Linked DNA regions of Zea mays: region 2 is linked to region 1. Evidence: chromatin contacts called from public Hi-C data. All regions are on one chromosome and are shown on one strand. The core of a region is the stretch at or near the end of the contact, and the rest is flanking DNA. Distances in the headings are between cores, read along the strand shown.

Region 1 (2,881 bases), core at 203-2,702:
ACATTTTCGCAGGATTATGTTTGTTTTCATTTTTCGTGGTAGCTAAACCAAAATTTTAGGTTTGTCCTCTGAATAAAAACAGTGAACACAACACTTTTCTCTAATATAAACATCATATGTGGTAGTACAATACATGAGAGCAACAACAGGAAAGTGAAAAAAAGGCTGCCTAACCTTTTCCGGATCAAGAACCAGAAGGCAAAAGGCATCTACTGGGCCAGCTAAAGGATCGAGATGAACGTCCTTAACATGCTCATCATCTAGAACCGGAATGCCTGGCTGTGGTCCTAAGTACTGCGATCTCGACTTCACTGAACTTGAAAACCATGCTTTCTCCTTGTGCTGTGAAAGAAGTGACAACCATTGTTTACCATAGATTTGAATAGAAAGCTATATATTACATGAGAATACAACAAGATAAGCGATAGGGCTATTCTAAGCAGCATATACAAAAGCTTTGACAGGCTGATAAGGTGACACAAACATATGGTTGAACCTGATAAACGAACAAAACCCAGGTATGAACTTGAAGTAAAGCTACACTAATTTAAACTAGTAGAACAAACACCTGGCTGTGTGCTCAAAGCGTTACCAGACCAGTGCACTCTATAAAGCACGTAGGTGAAATGCAGCAGTAATCAGCTCTCAGGTCTAACCTGGAGCTTGGCAGGGTCTGTAGTAGAAGCATCAATCACATCTATGCTGCCACTGATACGGAATTGCTCCCAGCTATCTGTGAAGTACCAACAAATCTGCAGGGTTACACAAAAGTTCAGGGGCAGGGCTAAATCAACTTGCCATCTTGAGTGATGTACATGTGGCAGTTCTAGTGTTCTACACAGCACACCTCACCAAAGGGGCAGCTCTTGATCTCACCAATCTGTTGAATCAAAATGACACATGGTATCAGCGAGCAGAAAAAAAAATGTCAATCGGCGCAGAGCACAGCAACCCCCACCTTGTTGGTTCGGGCGTCCGTGTTAATCTGAATCTTATCACAGAGTTCCTGAAAACCCCTAAAAATGTAAACCCCGCGTCAGAATCAAAACTGGTAAATGGTAATCAAACTGGAGAGAGATGGAGAGGAACGGGCACAGAACCGTGCGCTCCAGGATACCTGAACACGACGGTGCGGTTCGCCGGCCTGCCGGCGGCGCCCACCGTAGCCTGAAACGAATGGGCAGTCGTGAGCAAACCTCGTTTCCCCCAATCCGGAGGAAGGCAAACAGGCGATCGAAGCGTACGAGTTGGAAGTAGGTGGAGTGCCTGAGGTGGGCGTTGGCGTCCAGCGCTCGCTGGAGCAGAGCCCTCCAGGGGCTTGAAAGCGCCGACGCGGCGGGGCCGCCTCCGGCCATCTGCTCGTCGCCGACTCCGCCCCTCTCGTCGACGCGCGGCTTCGCCAACGCCGGATGGGAGGGAGAGGCCGGTGCAGATTAACGGACCCGATTCGCTAGACTCCCATGTGGGCCACGCGTCAGTGATAGGCAACCTCTGTGGGGCCACAGACCAGTGGTTCAAGCCTGCAGCAGGTAGCTTAACCTCGCATGATATATAGAATAATACTCTCTGGTCAGAATAATACTAAAAAATAGATATAGTATCTTCAAAACTGCAGTATTTTTAGAGTTTTGGAAGTTTTTGGCTCGGTAGCGTCTTCTCCTCCCTGGCGTAAAGTTTTAATAGAACCGGACAGCCAAACAACATACAGTTTTAGAAAACACCACGATTTAACTCGAGTAGTGAAACCATGATATTTATGTGATCTGCAATTGCAAATTCCAAAAACTGTAGTATTGAAAACCTTCCTACCAAATGAATATACGGGGAAGGGTATCTTTAGTCGGCCACGTAAATGGCAACCTAAGTTGAATGTCCCGCTCAAAACATTTTAAATATTAAGTTTATGTACCAACTCGTTTCTGTCACTTAGACAAATTCTTGGATGTTGTTCTAAGGGCTAAGTTTATGTACCAACTCGTTTTGTCAATCTGAGGATAAAACAAAATATTTCTTTTCCAAAAAAAAAACACTTCATTTCGCAGTCTTCCTAGCTTTTGATTGTTCACTTGCCACCTCTCTGTTGGGTCATTGTTAATCGAACAATTTACAAGTAAAAAAAAATTCGAGCGAAGAATCAAGTAACGCTCTTACTTACATCTTTGGCAGCTTGCATCGTCATTAGACACAAAAGTTTCGGGAATGGTAGCTGCATTTGAGCCTTGAATGCTTCTATCTTGTATGATTTGGCATTCTCTAATGAAATATTGTTCGAATCACGATTCCCTAAAGTATCCGCAAATCTAAATGGGAGACAGAAACAAGACAAGCAACAGATGTTGCACTGCTGGAACTGGAATCCCGCAAAAGCTAAGGACCGCATGCTCCTATACTATACCCATAGCAGACATGGCCACCTGCCCGACGGGGCATGGCATTCACGCAGCAAATATCCTATCATGTCGAGCATGGTGGCATCAAGTACGCCCAAACAGTGGCACACATCAGCATCACAGGACGGGACCAAAGAGGGAAACCGAGTGCGTACTGCGTAGAGCAACAAGTTCCTCTTCTCTTTCCGCAGTGGATTGCAGATGCACAGTGGAGGCCACTGCCACCCATGGCGATGCGACCTGGGGAGGATAAGGAATCGGGCCCGTACGGCTGCCTGAAAGCACACGCAAGTTGAACCGGCCCATCACGCACCTCTGGCCATGGCCATGGCGATGGGTCCTCTCCCTCTCCCAGATTCCTCGTGGCACGGGGACGCCATCGCCGCCAGGCAGGCCATCATCAGTTCAGTTCTGGTGCAGCAGGAGTTGAGTGCCGGGCGTGTACTGATGACTGTCGCGTCGCATGCGTCTCTGAATGAGGATCACGCCAC
Region 2 (2,793 bases), core at 95-2,594, 310 kb before region 1:
AGAGGTTCCTGAGCGCGCCGGCCGCGGCGGGCTGGGAGACGGAGTCCCCCGTCCGGCAGATCTCGACGAGCGGGCCGGCGCCGCCGTGCCCGACGACCGCGCGCGCGACGTCGGGCGACGCGGACAGGCGGTGCAGCGTGGCCGCGGCCTTCTCGCGCCCCACGGCGCTGCCGGACTCCGCCAGCCTGACGAGCGGCGGCAGGACGCCCTCCGACACGAGCAGCGCCTCGGAGGCGGCGCCCGACCCCGCGACCTGGCACACGGCCGTGGCGGCCTTCTCCCGGACCGCGGGCGCCGACGCCGTGAGCAGCTGCACCAGCGCGGCGACGCTGGCGCGGCCGAGCGCCGCCAGCACGCCCCGCTCGTCCCTGCGCAGCGCGTCCAGCAGCGCGTCCACGGCCCGGCCCCTGGCCTCGGCGTGCCCGATCTGCAGCCGCGCGAGCAGCTCCCGGACGTCGGGCGCCTCCTCCGGCGGCGGTGACGGGCCGGCGGCGTCCGACAGGACGCCGGTCTTGACGAGCAGCGCGCAGTCCCGGAGGCCGAGGTCGAGCCTCCCGGAGAGCGCGTCGACGGCGCTCTGCGCCCTCAGCTTCCCGTCCGCCGGCGGCTCCCGGCACCGCGCCGCGAGCTCGGCCGCGTCGGCCAGCGTGGCGGCCACCGACTGCAGCAGCTCCCGGCACAGCGAGTTCCTGGCGAAGCAAGGGTGGCTGGACAGGTCGGACAGGCACGCCGGCAGCGCGTCCAGCTTCGCGGCGATCGCCTTCCACCGGCCCGGGAACCCGCCCGCCGCCCGCGCTGCGGCCGCCGCCGCCGGCACCATGCCCCGGACGCGCTCCAGCAGCTCCTCCGCCGTCTCCTGCTCCTCCCCGGGCGGCGCCGGGTCGGGACCCCGCGAGCTCATTTCTTGGACTTGGACCCGGTTGCTATTGCTGCACCAGTGCCCGCCGTGATCTGGAGTGGTTGAGTTAGTGGTCAGAGCTCAGTGGTCCGAGTTGAGCTGAGCCACTGGGTGGGAGCTAAATCCGCAGAGGGACGGGACTCGGGAGGCGGGGAGGAGGAGGAAGGATAGGAAGCGAACAAAGGAGCAGTACTGGGAAAAGAAACAAGGGAACAAACACTAGAGAAGAAACGAGCATGCAGCGGCAGGGGGAAGGAATCATCCCCTGCTGTCTTTATTATTCTACTCGATCCAAGCAGTCAAGAACAACAACCAGGAGCCTCCTCTATAGTGGTGGTTGCATTTCGCCATCAGCAGCGTGCAAAGATACCGGTAACCATGAGCCTACATGGCTTTCGTCCTAGAAACAATTTCCATGGCGATCTCGATCCCTGTTGGGTGGAATGTCAATTCCGTCCGGGGGTGCCGGTGCCAAGACGGCACGGGGAGGATTTACGAGGGGTCTTGTCGTCACAAACCACGTCTGCGTTCCGGTTCCTCTTGTGCATGGCGTGTTTCTTTATTATTAATGAAGCATTAATCATGCGAGGTTAACTTAATAAAAAAAACCCGGGTGGGTTTGGGACATCGCCCTCGCCCCTGCGGCAACGCCATGATCAGGGCGAGCGATCTTTACCTTGGCTGGCGACGGGAGCAAGATTTGGCGGCAGGTGCTCTACGTGGTACTGTCAACAGTGAGACGCAGCCGCTGCTAGGGATGGGATCCTCTGTCAATTTTCTATTGATTTTATCAGAGCAAGCAGGAAAGCACGGCGTAAAAGTGGTTTAACCGTGTGACGTGTCGTCCTCTGTTACAAATAAAATACCACAATACAGACACAAGACACAGAAGCGAAGCGAGTGAGAGAGCGGGTCGCTAGCGTCAACCCATTCCCGATCTCGGACCCCATCATGAACGGCCAGAGTACCATGGGGGCCCGCGCGTCAGTGGCCCCACCGCGGCTCTGGCTAAAATAATGCGCCTGTGGCCTGTGGGGCTGGGGCGCCGTGGCAACTGGTCCTGCGCGGGCGACGCGCACATGCGGGTCGGGGAAGGCGGCGTGGTGCGTGGGGCCCTCCTGTCAGCCATCGGGTTCCGATTCCCGAATCCGCCGCCAGCGGCATCGGGGTTGGTTCGATTTTGGCTGGGTCTCTGGGTGGTCAGGCGGCTCGCTCGAGTGCGCGTGGCGTGCGCATCCAAATTCCAAAGGCAAAGCCCCTAGGTGGGTTCGGGACGAGACGGGCGGCGCCCAAGCCCCTAAGCTTCTTCGCTTCTGCTCGTCCCTACTCCAAGAAAATACTACCAAAATTCTGCAGCAGCAAAGTACACTGTGCTCTCCTGACCGTGCCCTTCTTCTGCAGCAGCAAAAGAAATTCTGCTCCAAGAAAAGACCAAAATTCAGCAGCAGCAAAAACAAATTAATGATTGACGTTGTGCTGCCGGGCCACATCGTCGGGAACGTACGGCGCTGTTCGTTTCACTGACTATCCCTAGTGTGGATGCTATTTAGAAATATTAAATATAATTTAATTATAAAACAAATTATTAAATCTAATTAGTTCATGATTCGCTCATTTAATGCTACATGAAACATTTGGTAATCATAAATTAATTAGATTTAATAAAATTGTCTCATCGTTTAGTTTTATACGAGTAATTAGTTTTATAATTACAATATATTTAATAATCACAATAGATACTTAAACATCCGATACGACATAGACTAAACTTTAATGTCTCTAGAACCAAACATAGACTTTATTTGTGCATAAACTTTATAGGAATCGATATAGTCGGTGACGGAGGTGACGATGGTGGGACGGGCGGGCTCGAGCCTCCTACCGCTCTGGAGGCC

Evidence for each region. Hi-C and Micro-C count contacts between places; a contact is called where the count stands out from the background.
Region 2: a contact with region 1 is called in a Hi-C map of tassel, with 2.7 times the contacts expected there. The contact joins the promoter of LOC103630849 here to the promoter of LOC100277985 in region 1. A contact is called at or near these places in 2 of 25 Hi-C or Micro-C datasets (ear and tassel).

Annotation. Positions count from the first base shown.
Region 1 is chr1:3,478,947-3,481,827 of Zm-B73-REFERENCE-NAM-5.0, reverse strand. It overlaps LOC100277985 (Pyridoxine/pyridoxamine 5'-phosphate oxidase 2), which reads right to left and starts at 1,452. Exons shown (of 7, transcript NM_001151412.2): 1 at 1,245-1,452; 2 at 1,118-1,167; 3 at 959-1,016; 4 at 848-880; 5 at 657-752; 6 at 175-342. The coding sequence starts at 1,355.
Region 2 is chr1:3,788,753-3,791,545 of Zm-B73-REFERENCE-NAM-5.0, reverse strand. LOC103630849 (vacuolar protein 8) reads right to left here and starts at 1,344. Exons shown (of 1, transcript XM_008651901.4): 1 at 1-1,344. The coding sequence starts at 901.